2 separate regions of the Salmo salar genome follow, and region 2 is linked to region 1. Evidence: chromatin contacts called from public Hi-C data. All regions are on one chromosome and are shown on one strand. The core of a region is the stretch at or near the end of the contact, and the rest is flanking DNA. Distances in the headings are between cores, read along the strand shown.

Region 1 (4,834 bases), core at 709-3,208:
TGTCAAATCAAATCAAATTGTATTTGTCACATGCGCCGAATACAACCTTACCGTGAAATGCTTACTTACAGGCCCTTAACCATGATGCTCAAAGTACTTCATAATTTCAGATGTGGGTGCTACAGGGCTATTGTCATTTAGGTAGGTTACCTTAGAGTTCTTGGGAAAAAGAACAAGTGTGGTCAGCTTGAAACATCTTGTGATTGCAGACTGGGACAAGGAGAGGTTGAAAATGTCAATGAAGATGCTTGCCAGCTGGTCTGCGCATGCTCTGAGGATGCGTCTGGGTATTCTGTCTGGTCACGCGGCCTTGCGAGTATTAACCTGTTTAAAAGGGCTGTTCTAAAACAACTTGCTGGCCATTTGTTTACTTCTTGTTCAGTCATGTTACCTAGCTAGCTAACAACCTGCTAACTTTACTAGAAGTATAGAGTTTCTAAACCCAGAGTATCAACAGCTCAACACTTCTCGAAGCAGACTCGACAGACCAGACAGAGGTTTGGGAAGTCACTGGGAGAAGTGAAAAATTCTTCCTTAGTTGTTAATTTGCTCGAGATTTAAAGGCACACCTAGATTTGAGTCAATGCCTAAAGTAGCTGTACATGTTATTACGCCAACTTAGTGAAAGTAACAAACTGACACGTTTTCATCAAAAACAACTTGATATCGAAGAAGTGCCTTTGATTTGATGGCCTACACATGCGCAGTTCGGCGCGAGAAGATCTAGAGACCGATGACATGTTTCTGGCATGAGCTTAGCTAACCAACTCGCCATGACATCACCTACAAGCTTGATCAGGGATTTATTTTGGAAAAGCAATTTCTAGGCATCTTCATACTTTACAATCTTTGCTAGTAGGCTATATTCGAACATTTGGGGGCACAGAAAGAAAGGAAAAGGAATAGCTTCTTCAGAAGATCAATGATCATAGCAATTAATGAATGTCTGATCTCTTGCATGTCATCACACACGTGATGTTCTTAAAGAGGCAGTTTAAATAATGCTTTTACACAATGGAGAAACCTAATATGCCCAACAACAGGCATATTTACATCCTCAGTAAAATATATTACAAATCTGTGACTCAGTTGTGATGCACAATACTTAAACTGATACATTTTGGGGAGACTGACTCATTATTTTGATATGTTTTAATGCTGGCAGTAGCCTTTCACACAATGGTCAGTTTGGCTATTTGTATAATTCAATTAGCTACCGTGAAATGTATTTGTCCAGCCCCTCACCTCCCTAGAACTGCTCAGTAAATTAAGTCAACGTTGGAGTGCAGCGAAAATGGCCTTGAGACTTTGGTCAATCCAGTAGAGCCCTTTTGAATGTATGATCTGAGAAATGTAAACCATCAGCTGACAGTGAAATGTAGTACACAAAGCTCATGTACTCTCCCAGTTAGTGAGCACAATCCATTTGTTTCTCTTTCAGGGACTGGACATTTAAGAAGTCTGTATAGGTCTGAGTGAGTGGCCTCTCAAAATAAAGCTTGCTATGGCCTACCCAGTTTTCTTAGACATGTTCTCTTCTGAATCGTAGTTATTCATTGCGAAACCTAGATATTTATTTGTATTGATTATGATGATACATGTCTTACGTATGTTACCCATAGAAGTCTCCTTTTTTCCCAGTCAGAATTGTAATGCTGAGAGCTCTCTAATGGGTACATTATTCAGTTCAGTCCATTCATTGTAACCTGGTAGAAAAAAGAGACATCTATAAAGTAAATACTTTTTGTATCATGGTCAGACAAAATTGCCATTTTGAACATTTATATTCAAGCAAGTACGAAGGCCTTAAACTGAGGGCTTCAGTTAGTCTGTTTTTCATATCTCAATCTCTTACATGTTTCTGAGGTCAGTAAACAAGAAGAGTGTGCGTTCCCCTTTAAGAAGCCCCTACCATTCCATAGCGGAGGGAGTAAGAATACATTCTCGAACAGCGGTTAAGAGGGGAAAAAAAATCCACCAGCGGTCTGTTTCAAGTCCCCCCAATAGAAACTGTGCCTGATTTGTGGCCAATGTTGGAGATGTAAAAAAAAAAAAAAAAAAGGAGGGGGGAGGAAAAACACTAAAGGGGTAGCTATGGAGATAGAACGTTTTCCTGGCTGCTTTCTTTGACAGGTGTTGAGAGGGGTAAAAGTCTTAAAACAGAATCCAGCATGTACGCCAAAGGTAAAGGAGCTGTCGTCCCTTCCGATAGTCAAGCGAGAGAAAAGTAAGTGAATTATGCACCATTTAAGAGTTTTACATGGTTAAAAGGAAGTTCCAACTTTCTAAACTATAGCTACCATAATTTAAAGGTGTGTACAGTACTCGCTCGCTCTCCTGAGTGTTGTTTACCCCTGCCGTGGTACGTCTCTTTAACTTTTTTTCTTGTTAGTTGCACTTTCTCGTTCTTTTAGATGATATTTATTACAAAATTCTCGCACGTTGTGAACGCAACGCACGGAAGAGTTGTTCGTCTTTTGTAGTTATGTTTCATTTGGGGTTACAAATGTGTCGCTTTCTGGAATTTAAAGATACAATGTAGCGCGCATGCAGCGATTGCATGAAGTTACAGTATTGCTACTGCGAAAAAAGATTTTCTCTTGAGGTTCTGTTTTAAAATATGGAATACGTCTAATGTCTTTCTAGATGGAGTTGCATGGACGCTGACTCTCACATTGTTTGAATGTGTAAAGTTTTGAGACGTGTTACGAGGGACTTTTCAAAATGCAATCGACCCGTACAGAAGGTCTACTAGATATCTTCTAGACGTCTATGCTACATGTTTTCTTGCCATATTCGTGTTTATTAAGGACTTGTACAGGACATCCCACTTGAGCAAATGACGAGGACTTTGTCTTGTCTGTTAAATTAAACTTTACTTATACCAACATCAGCAGACTAAACTCCACTCCATGGTAAAGGAAGTTTATACATACGTAAACTTTTTTTAAGCATGGTATAAGCAATGTATCATCTATGTTGGAGTGTTACTGTAACATTTTTAGACTATATCGAACTGATACATGTTTTAAAAACCTAGGACTAACAATGATCTCAATCCTTTTGATGAAATATTGTCTCATTATGATGCTTTGAATAATAATAACTGCTATATCAGAGTTCAAACGACTCTTTTATCCTCTTTAGGGGTAAGCAGAGAAACTGCCACAACTTTTAAAATGTCAGATGAACGGTTTTGATCATAAATGGAGACTCAGATTTAAACCAGTGCTTTACATGAAGGCTACATCTTATGTACTTTTTTGCTTTTTATGCTACACAAACTATTGTGTAGGGATTCTGATAAGAGTAGCACCGCTTCCTTCATGGAACAGCATGATTCCAAGAAGGTTGTGATATGAGAAACACTTTGTTACATATTTACCCTTCACAGACTGTGTAACCGATGACTGACACAATTATGAACAGAGTTTCTTGTCCCAAGATCACAGTCAATACTGTGAATACGATTAGATCAAGGCAACTGGATAGCTACGCTATCGCATTTTGCTTTTTTTTCCCTCATGTATGAATAAATACTTTTTAAAAATAACCTATTTTCAAACTTTTGGGGTGTTTGATGCTCAGCCGGATGTTAGAATTATATTATGTAGTTAGTGTTCATTGAAAAATATTTAAATTGACTTGCCTAAGTTGCATTCATCCTATTGCTGACAGTGTGGGGCTCATCATGATGAGTATTACTTGTAGGCTTCAGTTATGTGTCTTAATTTCACCCAAATTTGAATGTGTGAAGTAAATGGCATATTCTCTCCGTTAGAGAAAATCTTTCCTGTGTATTGACAAACGGAGGCAGCATTGTGTGCTGAGGGAGTATGAATCCTAACTGAAAACAATTCCATGTGGTTCATGTACCAATACAGCAAGAATAATGCATTTTGAATGGGCATGTGATGCCCATATATTCCCTGATTTTATTATAGGGAATCCTTTTAAAAACTTGTGGATTCCTACATATGCATCTTATTTGTTTACAATCAAAGGCAGATCCAGTAGACACAAGTGCTCTTAAAATGTAGTGTTGACTGAATATTTCCTCACTTAGTAATACAGAGACATACAGTAGTTGTGACAGAACAATATTCCCTCCACCCCATCCCTTTACATTTTACCTTGAAGTTAAATGACGATACAGTTGTCCCGTATGTCCTTTGCCTTGTTGTATGTTTCACTCACAAGAAAAATGAAGTTATTTGATTGATTGGCATCAGTTTATGCAGTGAACCCTCTGGCACCATCCTCTGCATGTGTGTGTTCTGTCACTGTGTGTTCTTAGAGTCCGGTAAGCAGGTGATGGCCAGAGTGAGGATGCACTTACCTTCTCACCTAACTAATGACTCTGCCATGCACCATGAGGCAAACGCATGCTTCTCTTTACGCTATGGTTAGTCAGGACGCTACCCATGTTGTCTGAAGTCTTGTTAGATTAACTCCTACTTAATTTGGAAATTGAAATGAAAGACCTATATGGTCTCTCTTTTTGTGGAGGTCGTCCATTTCTCACCAACATGTTTAGGTACAGCAGAGGGGAGACCATAGAGTAAAGGTGTCTAGTACAGAACCACTGACAGAGCAGATGGAAGTTATAAAAAGTGGACCAAGAATGGGGAGGGTATAATGGCTTATCAAAACCTTGAAGGAATCTAGAAGAATAAAGACTGAACCTGAGCTTGGTCACTTTTTTTTCTTCTAAAAACTCTACAAAATCACTAAGATTTTAATCTGATGACTGATGATGGTGTCATTCAAGGAAGTGCTCGACCTAGAGTTCAAGAGAGGTGTATAGAATGGAAGAGATGTTTGTTAGTTTTTC
Region 2 (5,149 bases), core at 2,425-4,924, 69 kb before region 1:
GTGTGAATTTGGCCCTTCTCTGTTCTGTCTTCACAAGATGGTGTATGTTGGCTTAGAAACAGAGACAAACAGAGAAATATGTCAAACTTATCATGTTGCTGTGTCCATCTCAGTGTGTCCATGTGTCAATAATTTAATAAACCATTATTTTTTTAACTGACAAAATATTTTATTTTACTCGGCAAGTCAGTTAAGAACAAATTCTTATTTTCAATGACAGCCTAGGAACAGTGGGTTAACTGCCTTGTTCAGGGGCAGAACAACAGATTTGCACCTAGCCAGCTCACGGATTTGATCTTGCAACCTTTCGGTTACTAGTCCAGCACTCTAACCAGGCTACCCTGCTGTTCATTGAGCATATAGGAAATGCGCTGGTGGAAACATTAACAGATCCTTTAAGATTTTTATACCACTTAAACCAGGAGTAGGATTTTATCCTCTTCTATAGCAGTAAAAACGTTACAAATAAATGTATTTGAATTGAACTACATTTTAATCTTACGCTAATGGCTCTGAGTGAAGATTTCATATCAATGATAATGATCCTCTAAGAGAGCCAATGTTGATGAATCTCTACAGCTATTCCAATATCGTCTTCGTGTTTCTCCTCTGACTTCCTCCACTTCATAGATATTAATGTCTTCCTATTTGCATGATGTCCGTTTGCTCACCCTCAGTCCATCTGCATAATCGGCAGCCAGGCTGTGTGAATATTAGACAGTGAGAAAACAATGTGTTGTGGTGCATATTTAAACATGTCCCCCAGCCTCGTCATGGCCCATAATGAGGGGAAGACATTCTCCCTCATAACTTGAGAAGAAGCCTATTCGCGGTGGAGGGATGAGTCACTCTGGAGGCTGTCTGGGCTCTTGACGCAGCCAGTGCGGTGTGCAAACAATGCCACCCGACTCCCATTCAGCGGCACACCGGGGCTGAGAGCTGCCTCAATGTGCTGATTGTCTCCCATATGTTCAGGGGCTCTACAGACTAAACCCTGCATCCCATTGTACCGCCACTCCAATAACGTGAACCATCCGCGCTATATCTGGAATGAATGAGGCGGGCTGCAGCTGGGCTCCCATTGATAACAATGTCAGATGACTAGGCCTGGTGAAGGGGAGGACACAGAGATCACAGGCGCTGATGCCTCATGCCAGAAAACGCTCTTTGGTGGGCGCACAGGGTATCTGATCTGGCTAAAAATATCCAGGTTTCTGCGTGGGCATTGATGAAGAGAAACAACACAAGAAAGAAGTTGGGTGTTCTTTTAATTTGTGAAATAGACTTTAATGAAAATACATTTTGCTGGCTTCCCTGTGTCTGTTGACATAGAGAGGTAATCTGTGATTTTTATGGGTTTCTGCCTTACAATCGTTTGAAACTGTGAAATGTGATCTCACGGAAATAATACCCTCTACAGTTGTACCTAATTCAACATCCATGAGCAGCCGGTTGTTTATGTCTGCCTGTCTGTCTAATAGGGGGTGAAAAGCTGTTTGGGTTGTACAAATCCATGTTGGTTCAATTAACATGGAGCACTGCCTTGTTAGTCTTCACTAACAGCTGTGTGTCTGACGACAGTGCCTACAAGCCTGGCACGCCAGGCTACCAACTTGGTGGTGGCACTGGCGTCTTACCCAAACATGAGCTCTAAAATGATCCACTCTAGTGTCTGCATTACTGTGAGTCAGACACAGGGGGAGCCACAGATCCAGGTTTGAGCGCAGCTCCTTGCCTTAGTTCCTAGGGGTTGGAGGCACTAGGCTTCTTCCACAGGCTCTCTTTCTCCTCTCCTCTCCCCACCCCTCCTCTCCTCTCTCTTCTCCTTTCCTTTCCTCTCCTCTCCTCTCTCCTCTTTCTAATCCTCTCTTCTCCTCTCCCCCATCAGAATGAAGGCAGAGCTGCTCTCTTATCTGGTCAAACCTGCTGCTGCTGGAGCCAACCTGCAGTGCATTAAACAGCACAGCCCACCACCGCACACACACAGCACCACTGGACAGGACTGGAGAAACCAACAGAATAATGAGAAGGGAAGGAGGGAGAGATAAAGAGAGATACAGAGAGAGGTGGACGTAGAGACAGATTGAGGGGAGGGATGCGTGAGCCATGTGGTCATGCTTTGTGTGACATTTGGGAGATTGTGTAGCGTTTGTTGTTTAGTCGATTGCGAGGGTATTCTGTAGTTTTCCATCTTCATCGTGTTCTGGCTGATGCTTTTGTGTTTTGTGTTGATTGAGACTGAGGAGAAGCTCAGGAATCCAGCTCTGTCTAAACTCGGCATTGATAACTCCATGCAAACTAACTTGTGATCATAAAAAGGAAATAGTTAAGCTATATCAAAACAGTCAATAGGTTTCAGAGAACCTCTGCTCCTAATGCAAGGATGGGCGCTGCCTCCATATTAGAGCAAAACTTATGACAAAATAAAAACAATCTCTCTCATCAGGTCAAGACAGGCCACAGCCACTGGGTGGCCGACTCAATAGCTGTGTGAAGTTTGATATTTACAGTGGATTATGTTGTTTCTACTGGTATCCTGTGAAGACAGGCAATGACATCTGGCTAGATTTGATGGCTATAGTTATATTTGAAAGATTATATTTACTCCTAAATGGTCGTTGGATCTACAATGTAATTACAATGTAACACAAAAGGCCCGTGTTGAGGAGACTCCACTTGCCTGTGTAGTTAAAGCACTGTGGTCAAGAAAACAACATCACTTGACAGACAACCGATTCAAAAGTAAACCAAACTGAAATGGATAATACACTTTCATTGTAGGTGTACTACTGTAAGGTATTTAATTGACAAGATAATTCCAGGGATAGATGATGATACTTGGTGAGTGTATGAGACATCCAAACACAGAATACAGTCTTGTTTTGGGACTGACGTGACCTCACGGATAATATGGGTAATAATAAGGGGCCAGGAGTTTTTCATGGTCAGTTCACAGGGAAAACTCCTGACCCTAGTAACAGCTCCTGACAGGTCTCTCATGGGTACAACTTAGGGGGATTGTTTTCCATAATTAAGTGTGGGCTATAATCAATAGCTGAGTGAGGAACAGTTTTTACGGAGAGTGATACATTGAAATTGCTATGTAACTATTCACATCTGTGACTGAATAGTTTGGTGGACACATTCTGTCTGTTCCAATTCAAATAAACTGAGACATTGTATACATTTCAATTGTGGCCTTACACAGGTGCAAATCAGGCCTGTGAGCTGTAGTCAAATCTGTCAACATAGGCTAAATGGGTATTAGGCTACTATATAATATGTCCTAGTACTGCAAAGATGAGTATTGTCTGACGATAGACTATTCAGTATTTTTACAAAGTTCGTACAAAGTAAAATTTACAGGGACAGTTAGGAACACATCTATCTCTCTCTCTTTCACACACACAATCAATAAAGTTATGACAAGATAGTTTGGCAACATCAAATCCAGTTTAATTTGAACCCGTATTTGCGCTCTTCTTCCTACAGCATAGGCTAAACATCTGTTTTAAACAATTACAATTCCTATTAGATTTGAACTCTTACACGCATGTACATACGTATGGATAGACAGACTACATTGTACGGATGCTACTCGGACTATTAAACTCCAAGCTGCCCGACACGCCACTCTCCAAACTCGGCGCACAGGCATGAGTTGACGGTTTCAAGCTACCCTCTCTGTGAATTGATTCTACTATGAGCCTACTCGAATCTGCGCTTTTTTGAGCGGGGTGTGTATTAGTAATCTAAAGTCTATCTCTTCGTTTATGACCAACAAATCATATCGGGATAATAAACAATTTAATAATTATGTTATAAACCTAATTTTGTTTTACTGATGGCCAAAGTAATAATGTTTTAAATGGTTATCTCTCATGTTTCTTTTTCCTCATAGCTTCTGTACCCCGCATCGAAAAATGGAACGTTCCACAATTTATTCCAGGGAAAGACTGACAGTTTTTTGGGTCATGAAGCAGCTGTTCAAGTCAGCGTCCATTCCTCCCTCCGCTGGAATAAGAAATTAGTCAATTTTAAAGTAAATAACTAAAGCCTTTAGCTGATAAGGGGGAATTATAGAATAGTGTGCAGTCTCGATTTTACAGAGAAAAAATGGTCCAAACATTAAAGCCCATAAGTATGATTTTGTTCCTATATAGCCTACCATCAAATTATTGAACACATTGTGAGAGTTTATAATCAGCATAAGAAAAGAGCTGCCATCCTGTAATCATAAGAATAACCCATTGAACATAATAACCTATTGAACATAATAACCTATTGAACACAATAACCTATTGAACACAATAACCTATTGAACATAATAACCTATTGAATATAATAACCTATTGAACATAATAACCTATGCCCTCTGTGTTTATACACTGATAGTATAAATTCAACGGCTTAAACACGAGACGTATGTGGCAGGGTCTACAGCCAATCACAGATTACAAAAAGAAAACCAGCTCCGTCACGGACATCGACCTCTTGCTCCCAGACAAATTAAACAACTTCTTTGTGAGCTTTTGTGGGCTCTCCTTCTCAGTGGCCGACGTGAGTAAAACATTTAAACGTGTTAACCCTCACAAGGCTGCTGGCCCAGACGGCATCCCTAGCCACGTCCTCAGAGCATGCGCAGACCAGCTGGCTGGTGTGTTTACGGACATATTCAATCAATCCCTATCCCAGTCTGCTGTCCCCACATGTTTCAAGATGGCCACCATTGTTCCTGTTCCCAAGAATGCAAAGGTAACTGAACTAAATGACTATCGCCCCGTAGCACTCACTTCTGTCATCATGAAGTGCTTTGAGAGACTAGTCAAGGATCATATCACCTCCACCCTACCTGTTACCCCAGACCCACTCCAATTTGCTTACCACCCCAATAGGTCCACAGACGATGCAATCGCCATCACACTGCACACTGTCCGATACCATCTGGACAAGAGGAATACCCATGTAAGAATGCTGTTCATCGACTACAGCTCAGCATTCAACACGATAGTACCCTCTAAACTCATCATTAAGCTTGAGACCCTGGGTCTCGACCCCGCCCTGTGCAGCTGGGGCCTGGACTTCCGCCCCCAGGTGGTGAAGGTAGAAAACAACATCTCCACTCAACACTGGGGCCCCACAGGGGTGC

What was found. A called contact is a pair of places that touch in the nucleus more often than the background predicts.
Region 2: a Hi-C map of gill shows a contact between it and region 1, with 5 times the contacts expected there. The contact joins the enhancer-like site here to the promoter of LOC106613785 in region 1. A contact is called at or near these places in 3 of 3 Hi-C or Micro-C datasets (blood, gill and muscle).

The regions. Positions count from the first base shown.
Region 1 is chrssa10:22,506,862-22,511,695 of Ssal_v3.1, reverse strand. It overlaps LOC106613785 (single stranded DNA binding protein 4), which reads left to right and starts at 1,958. Exons shown (of 18, transcript XM_045687512.1): 1 at 1,958-2,227. The coding sequence starts at 2,172.
Region 2 is chrssa10:22,577,181-22,582,329 of Ssal_v3.1, reverse strand. No RefSeq gene overlaps it. Among protein-coding and RNA genes, the nearest start is that of LOC106613787, 14 kb to the left of the region's middle. Within about 2 kb of position 3,674, at least 6 of the 13 cell types and tissues checked have an H3K27ac peak or open chromatin away from gene starts, as enhancers often do. A contact at or near this core is called in gill, where this site is marked.